Linked DNA regions of Sus scrofa: all the other regions are linked to region 2. The links are chromatin contacts, called in public Hi-C and HiChIP or PLAC-seq maps. All regions are on one chromosome and are shown on one strand. Each heading gives the region's core, a stretch centred on a gene start, on an enhancer-like site or on the middle of the called end of the contact. The rest is flanking DNA. Distances are from core to core; before and after follow the strand shown. Region 1 overlaps PTEN (phosphatase and tensin homolog). Region 2 has its middle 170 kb from the start of PTEN. Region 3 holds the start of KLLN (killin).

Region 1 (2,700 bases), core at 155-2,654, 150 kb before region 2:
ACAAAATATGTTAGGGAGCTATTTTTGGTTGTTACCCTCTATTTGAAAATTCAAGGTAAATTTATAGCATAAACTGCATTAATTAAAAATTCTGAAATACAGTAGACTCATGAGATCACAACTCACAAGGTGTTTTCTAAAAGATAATTTGTTAATTATAGGCAATTAGGAAAATATTTTTAGTGTTTTAAGTTATGATTGGCTGCGTAGAATATCCAATAAAATTATTTAGCTCTTATGAAGCCACATTATTTTATAATAGGTCAGTTATACTGTGGGTTAAATCAACTTCTGTAGACAGACTTTAAAACATAACTAATGTTTATTAGTTTTTTCCTTTGGAACAGTATTCAGTGTTGTGAGAAGGGATTGTTGTAGCACTTGAATCAAACATGATATATATAACTATCAGAACTCATAAACCAATAACTTAAGATCTGTGTATTTAATTGTAGGTAAATTATACTTCAGTTTAAACAAAACAAATTTAGCACATTTGCTTGAAGGTAGGGGAGTGGGGAAAGACTGTCTATTGTGTCTCATCTCCTATAGCTATGATGGCATTCCAACTTGGGCAAAATAGAAAGTACCATATATGCATTTCTCACCTCTCTGTTGCATGTGTAGTAGCCAATGATGTGGGGAAAAAAGGCTTTTTTTCTTTCTGGAGTTACGTTTTACATATGTTCTTAAATAAAAAGGCAAATTGATATAGTACAGTTTTTAAAGAGTTTAAAATTTCAGTTAAGCTTAGATGCTCTTTAGAAGGGTTAGATTATTCAGTAAGTCAGTGTCATTGAAGAACAACCAAATAGTTCTGGTGGGCTCTTCTAATCCAGAGTTGTACCATTTGTTCAACTGAGAGACAAACATCACTGTTTTAGGCATTGTTCATATATTACATCATTTAATCCTTATGACAGTGCTATTATATGATAGTGTTTTAATAGTATTATGATAGTATTTTATTATTCAGAGCAAAATATCTAAAATTTTTTTGTAAGAAACGTTTTAGCATAGGGAAGCAAAAAGCCATATATTAAAAAGATTTTGTTTATTGATATAATTCTTGGCATAAGAAATATTTGCCTCAAGTTTGAGCACTCAATAGCTGCTGACGTTAGTTTTGGAAATACCAGTAGATTTTTATATTGTGTTTCAGAAGTTTTTTAATTTTAACGTTATTTCAAATTACTTTCATTTGAAACTGCTTCCTTTGAAAATTTTATATTTTATTGATTTGAAACATGGAAAAACTTAATCTTTTGTGAGACTGAATGGTGTAAAAAGCTTGGGCTTTGGAGTTAGGTACATGAGTTTGAATCATAACAAACTACTTAACTGGCTTTAGGACCTTTGGCAAATTACCCAATCTTTTTGACCCTCAATTTCATCATCTATGAAGTGGTAATGTTACTTCATAGGATTGTTAAGATTAAATGAGAATGCATTTGGCATACTGTCTGGGACATGTTCTTTCTGTTTTTCAATCTTATGAGGGATGCCAAAGTCTTGGGAAAAACTGTATGAATAAGAAAGATGAGAGTCTGAGCAACCTGAAACCTTAAGAAGACTGAAGTCCTAGCTTTTCTTTATAGGAAGGACTGGATTGTTACTCTATAAGAGATTGCAGGGCCATAGGAACTCCCATGTTGACCAAGCTCCCTGCCACAGCATCATTAAAACTAGAGCTACTCTATCAGTCCCTCCACCTTCTCCATAAAGTTTCGTGTGTGAGCTGTGCTGGACTACTCGCTTTTTCTGAATATTTTATGTGTTCCTTTATTTCTTCTCTAACCCTCTGTTTGGAATGTTGTAATTGCCCTTGTTTCTTCTTCTGTTTACTAATGTCTGACTTATTTTTTAAGGATTATCTAATGTATTACCTATTTTATAAAGCTTTATCTCTTCTTGTACAGAATTAATCCCTTTTTCTAGCTTTTAAAGTATCTTGATCTTATGTATAATGGGGCCTTTGGCACAGTTGTAGATCTGTATGTCTGTCTTCCCTAATAGAATAGGAACCTCTCAAGTGCAGTAGTCTTTGTTTACTTAGCCTTATGTTCTCAGTGCCCCTTGCACAATGTTCATTATGTGTTTGGGTAATGAAGTGAATAAAGCGGGGGGGGGTGTATCTGAATTCACTTTAATGAGTACGTAACACCCTCATTTATGTATAGTTACTGACAAATAGTTTTCTTAAATTAACCAAGCCCTTTGCAACCTTACTTAATTAGTATTCATAATACAAGAGTAAATTTGAGTATAGTTCTGTTAAAATGACTGCATTTCAAGGGGCTTTGTATTTTTTTTTAATTGAAGAGTATTTATTTACAGTATTTCAGGTGCATAACAAAGTGATTTGGATTTTTTCCATTAGAGGTCATCCAAGGTATTGAATGTGATTCTCTGTGCTATACAGTAGGTCTTTGTGGTTTATCTATTTTATATATAGTAGTATGTATCTGTCAATCCCAAATTCCTAATTTATTCCTTCCCCCATTTCTTTTTTTTTTTTCCCCACTGTACAGCAAGGGGATCAAGTTATCCTTACATGTATACGTTACAATTACATTTTTTTTCCCCACCCTTTGTTCTGTTGCAACATGAGTATCTAGACAAAGTTCTCAATGCTATTCAGCAGGATCTCCTTGTAAATCTATTCTAAGTTGTGTCTGATAAGCCCAAGCTCCCCATCCC
Region 2 (2,700 bases), core at 116-2,615:
AGTGAGCTGTGGTGCAGGCCAGCAGCTGCAGCTCCAGTGGGACCCCTAGCCTGGGAACTTCCATATGCCAAAGGTACGGTTGTAAAATAAAAAAAAAAAGTAAAAATAAGGGGTCTGTGATAATTTTCAGAGGAGGGGCTCTAGTTCACCCTCCAAGAATGAGTGGGAATTAGATAAGAAAGGAACATTGAAAATTTGAGGGATCAGAATTGATGGTTTCTTTAGGCGGCTTGTATTAGAAGATACTTCATGGAAAAATTCTTAGTAGACATGATGACCTTCCTTGGGCCTTGATACTGTATTCTCTGAACTCCTATATGCTTGAGAGATATTTTATCCACCTAAACATAGGAAGAAACATTTTGGCTTGTGAAAGCACCCATCACTGAGAGGGGGTGGCAAAGCTAGGTGATGCTGGACCAGAAATTCACCCTCCTCCCACCCCCCCATTCTATCATGAACCACTTGGCCCACATTCTAATGGCCCCAGTCTTGTCAGGGCTCTGAAAACATGTTATTGCTTAAATGCATTTCCCTACTGTACTTTACAATATTATCCCTAATCCTCACAATAGCTCTTGCATAGCCAGTCAGTTTCGGCCCATTTCACAGCTGAGAAAACTGGCTGAATGAGATTAAGAAGTTTCCCACTGTGACACAGAGGGTTAAGACTCTGACTGCAGTGGCTCAAATTGCTGGGGAGGTGTGGGTTTGATCCCTGGCCTGGTGCAGTGAATTAAAGGAGCCAGTGTTGCTGCAGCTGTGGCGTTGGTGGAAGCTCTGGCATAGGTCAAAGCTACAGTTTGGTCAGATTCAATTCCTGGTCTGGGAACCTCCATATGCCATGGGTGTGCCCATTTAACAAACAAACAACCCCCCAAAGAAACAACAACAAAACCCTGAAACAAAGAAGCAAAAAGGTTTGCCCACGGTCTTGATGGTGGAATCAACAAGTTGATGAAAGAAACAAGTCTGATGTCAAAGCCCACGTTTTTTCCACTATCCCATATAGTCACTCAGATCAGCATGAAGACTCCCCAGAGTTTTTAGCTAGTATTCTCTATTTGCTTAAACCCTTATGAGATGTTAACAGCTTTAAGTCCTGGGGTGTACAGGACACCTGAGCAACTCTGCATTTTCTTTTATTCAATCTAACGGGGACACAGACCTCTGGCTTCCCTCGTAGAACCCCTCCTTTGAAGTATCTCTGCTTTCTTCATTCAGAAGGACAGATCAGCATCTCTCATGCAAAGCCTGGCTCCGTGCCCATCTCACTTTTGCAATGAGTTTAGCAACATCTGCTTTGCCCATTAAAGTGATTTTTTCTCTTCCTGGCCCTGGGCCTGTGTGCTTGCTGCAATTGATTACCAGCAATTTCCTTCCCAAACCAGAGGGTTCAGTGAACTCTAAATTGAATTGTTGCTCACTGGTCTCCTTTGGACCCATGCATACGGCTTACGTGCAAAATGATCAAGCCACTTAGTTCCCAAAATCTATAGGCTGATGATTCTGGTTAAACGCAGGGGAGGACCTGGTGAGTGACATTTCCCATTTTTGCACACAGTGGCCTAGGGCTGTGGTCATCTCTGGGTTTCTCAATTTCAAACCTAAGGTGGGGGGGAAGGGGTGAAGTCACCTTGCTCACAGCAGGGCTGTTGCACTCTGTTCACACCCTCCTTTCTTCTACTCCAGTTGTAGCACTAATGGCCCCAGATGCAGCTGCCTGAAGAGCTTGCCCAAGAGACGTCTGAGAAAAAATTGTCTCTAGCTCTAGAAACAAAAATAAAGATGGCAGGATGCATCATCGTACCTTTTCAAAGGCAATTGTGGGTCCTCCTACATGGTTCAGGCAGATTTCTCCAGAAAGCAAAGCCCCAAAGAAACAGCCTGTGTATCTGACCTATTGCTCCATTGTTTCTTGGGTTGGTAAGGTCCTAGTCATCCTTTAAGACACAGTCTGACTCTCTCGCCCTCATTAATTTTCATACATTTTGCTTAAAATAAAACCATATTTTACTGTGTTTGTCTGCTTATATAGAGGCCTCTCCCAGCACTGGGACCCCCTTCCCCACTCATACCTGTATCCCCAATACCTAGCACAGGGAGTAACACATAGGAGGGCCTCAGTCAAGGATGAAGGCGTGGAGGATGCTGCTTGCCTTGTGAGAAGAGTTCACATTGGTACTTTGCGCTGAGCTGTTCCTGAAATGTCTCTCCTCCCCCACAGCTGGGGTAGCTTTACAGAAGAACAGGGAGGAATAGTCGGTTATTTAGAGAAGTGGAACTCAGGAGTCTTTTCCACTACACACTCTTAAAAAGTCAAGAGTCTATTACCCATTACTAATCAAATCGCTGCTGTTTCTTAGAGCAGTTAATTTAAAGTGAGGTGTCTAAAAGAAGGCAAGAGTAACAATATAAATGTCTAAACCCCGTAGAATGACAATTACTTGAAGTCATTTGTCCCGGCGTTTTCCATTGGAGAAGACAGTCCCCGTTTCCACCATGACCACTGACAGAAAACCCACCTGTATTGGCAATCCCTCCTGAAATGATTCTCACATCCGAGGCTGCTCCTATCCCATTGCTGTGGATCTCTTTCACAAACATCTTTGGCATCAAGTGCGAGGCTCTCTGCTTTTCTTTCTGGAAGAAGTCTCACTTAGATTAATACCATAATGAGAAGTGTTAGAAAGAGCACGA
Region 3 (2,700 bases), core at 66-2,565, 170 kb before region 2:
GTTCTCCGACCAGATAAGTCACTTGGCTGAGTCTACAGTAGGTGGGGCACGCTCACCAGCTCAGAGGCAGTGACAAAGTTTGTTGCAACATCGTTAAATTCACGCAGCGGGCTGCTGCCCGGAGATACCCTTTTGCCCCAAGAATACAGTACCTGAAAGTTTCGCCCTAAGGGGTAGTGTACTAGCTCCAGACCCCCAGGGTTTGAGAAGTCGCGGTGCTAGGGAATCTAGAACGCGGAGTCTCAGTTTTCCGGCCTCTAGCTTGCTCTGGGGGTAGCAGGCGAAGGGTGCGACCAGTTTGGGAAGTCTCGCTCTAAGATTTGCAAGAATCAACGGCAGCGACCAAGGCGAGGGGAGGCGGGGGCACGTGCTTGGATGTGGGTGCTTGTGTAACCAGCTCCTCAGGCTCCAGTCCCGACAGCGCTTCAGCGGGAGGCTCGTCTGAACCTGTCTTTCCACCAAGACCCAGGAGGCTCTGGGGTCCCTCTGCTTCTGAAAGGCGGGAGCCCTCTGGGCAAAAGAAGCGAAACACTTGCCTCTGGAGTTATCAAATGGGAGTGGGAATTTGGAAAGTTCCCCAACTAGGATCACACGTGACCTCCCCCTGAAAGTAGTTCCGACTGTGGCCCGTATATCCCTCCACCTCTTTTTGAACCCTCCTCGGTCTCCTCGGCTCCGCCCACTCGCCGGGGCTGCAGCTTCCTACCGTCGCGTACTTCACTCTCCGGCCCAGCAACCCGAGTCTCCGCCCGGGTGGTGGAGCGCGGAACCGGGCCCCGGGGCGATCCAGCCAGCCAGGTTTTCACAGCGGCCCAAAAGGGGGCGGGGCGAGGAGTCTTTGGCTCAGTTCGACGCGGTGAACCCTACTGGAACCCCGAGGGGAGAGATGCTCTCTGCTCTCCAGGGGGCTGGGGTGCATCCCAGCGTCGGGTATCAGCTTTCATTTCACCTGGACATTTGTCCTTTGGGATCTAGAAATTCAGGGGCGATGTGTTCATATTCAGCACGCTCTGCTGGACCTTTCAATTTTAGGGCAAATGAACCAGGTTGCCGGGGAAGCGGGAGGTGGGGCGATGCAAGGGAGCCGGATGAGGTGATACACACTAGAGACACAATAGGGGATTCTTTGTATTAAGACTGACACCTTGAGGACACGGGTGGGGGTGGGGGATAGGTGGATTTTTTGGCAGAGGCTGCTGCAGTCAAATCCCTGCGAACGATTGTGATCCGACAGCGGTGCAAAAGGACGGGGGGTTGCAGGCCGTGCCAGGGAAATCTGGGGGCAAGGGGAGAGGTGTCCTCGCTGTAGGGACCATCCTTGCGCTTCCCGGTACACTACCAGCGCAGTCACCTGGTCTTTCCCACCTGTGCACAGGTAACCTCAGACTCGCGTCAGTGACACTGCTCAAAGAACCTGCCTCAGCCTTCACCTTAACCCCCCTGTCTCGCTCGCAACAGCCTATTCTGCCTCGGGTTGCGTTGCTGGGCACAGGCTATGGTTCAGCTCGTCCCCCCACCCTGCGTTGCTGCAGAAGCAGCCGCAGCAAGTGCAGCTTCAGGAGGGGGCCTCGGAACAAGCCCGAGCGAGCCCCGGGCAGTCATACTGGGCATGCTCAGTGGCGCCAGCAGGTTGGGGACTCGGCGCTCGCACCAGAGCTGCCGCTTCTGCCCCCTCCCTAAAACCCCAGCCCTGCCCTGCGCGTCTCTCCCCTGGCGCGGTCCGGCCCGCCTCCCGCCTCCCGCCTCCCCTCGGGCTCCCAGGCGCCCCTGCCCCTAGCGCGGCGGCGGAGGGGGCGGGCAGGCTGGCGGGCGGTGATGTGGCGGGACTCTTTGTGCACTGCGGCAGGATACCCGTTCGGAGCCGGGACGCGGCTGCGCTCAGTTCTCTCCTCTCGGAAGCTGCAGCCATGATGGAAGTTTGAGAGTTGGGCCGCTGTGAGGCGAGACCGGGCTCAGGCGAAGGAGATGAGAGACGGCGGCGGCCGCGGCCCAGAGCCCCTCTCAACGCCTGTGAGCAGCCGCGGGGGCAGCGCCCTCGGGGAGCCGGCCGGCCGGCGGCGGCGGCAGCGGCGGCGTTTCTCGCCTCCTCTTCGTCCTCTTTTCTAACCGTGCAGCCTCTTCCTCGGCTTCTTCTGAAAGGGACGGTGGAAGCCGTGGGCTCGGGCGGGAGCCGGCTGAGGAGCGGCGGCGGCACCTCCCGCTCCTGGAGCGGGGGGGAGAAGCGGCGGCGGCGGCGGCGGCGGCGGCTGCAGCTCCGGGGAGGGGGTCGGAGTCGCCTGTCATCATTTCCAGGGCTGGGAACGCCGGAGAGTTGGTCTCTCCCCTCTTACTGCCTCCAACACGGCGGCGGCGGCGGCGGCACATCCAGGGACCCGGGCCGGTTTTAAACCTCCCCTCCGCCGCCGCCGCACCCCCCCTGGCCCGGGCTCCAGAGGCCGCCGGAGGAGGCAGCCTTTCCGAGGATTATTCGTCTTCTCCCCATTCCGCTGCCGCCGCTGCCAGATCTCTGGCTGCTGAGGAGAAGCAGGCCCAGTCGCTGCAACCATCCAGCAGCCGCCGCAGCAGCCATTACCCGGCTGCGGTCCAGAGCCAAGCGGCAGCAGAGCGAGGGGCATCAGCTACCGCCAAGTCCAGAGCCATTTCCATCCTGCAGAAGAAGCCCCGCCACCAGCAGCTTCTGCCATCTCTCTCCTCCTTTTT

The links. Hi-C and Micro-C count contacts between places; a contact is called where the count stands out from the background. HiChIP or PLAC-seq counts read pairs in DNA pulled down with a chosen protein or histone mark.
Region 1: an H3K27ac HiChIP or PLAC-seq map of alveolar macrophages shows a contact between it and region 2. The contact joins two enhancer-like sites.
Region 3: a contact with region 2 is called in a Hi-C map of liver, with 5 times the contacts expected there. The contact joins the promoter of KLLN here to the enhancer-like site in region 2. A contact is called at or near these places in 1 of 5 promoter capture datasets (liver), 9 of 47 Hi-C or Micro-C datasets (blood, embryonic fibroblasts, heart right ventricle and 4 more) and 2 of 2 datasets of contacts at active chromatin or transcription factors (alveolar macrophages and skeletal muscle).

Annotation. Positions count from the first base shown.
Region 1 is chr14:99,948,272-99,950,971 of Sscrofa11.1, forward strand. All of the region lies in intron 1 of PTEN (phosphatase and tensin homolog), which reads left to right. Among named protein-coding and RNA genes, the nearest start is that of PTEN, 20 kb to the left of the region's middle. Within about 2 kb of position 1,405, at least 2 of the 83 cell types and tissues checked have an H3K27ac peak or open chromatin away from gene starts, as enhancers often do. A contact at or near this core is called in alveolar macrophages, where this site is marked.
Region 2 is chr14:100,096,541-100,099,240 of Sscrofa11.1, forward strand. No RefSeq gene overlaps it. Among named protein-coding and RNA genes, the nearest start is that of PTEN, 170 kb to the left of the region's middle. Within about 2 kb of position 1,366, at least 10 of the 83 cell types and tissues checked have an H3K27ac peak or open chromatin away from gene starts, as enhancers often do. A contact at or near this core is called in alveolar macrophages, liver, retroperitoneal adipose tissue and 1 more, where this site is marked.
Region 3 is chr14:99,927,572-99,930,271 of Sscrofa11.1, forward strand. KLLN (killin) reads right to left here and starts at 1,316. Exons shown (of 3, transcript XM_021073704.1): 1 at 1,233-1,316; 2 at 675-863; 3 at 1-672. The coding sequence starts at 1,316. The coding sequence ends at 100. PTEN (phosphatase and tensin homolog) reads left to right here and starts at 2,485. Exons shown (of 9, transcript NM_001143696.1): 1 at 2,485-2,700.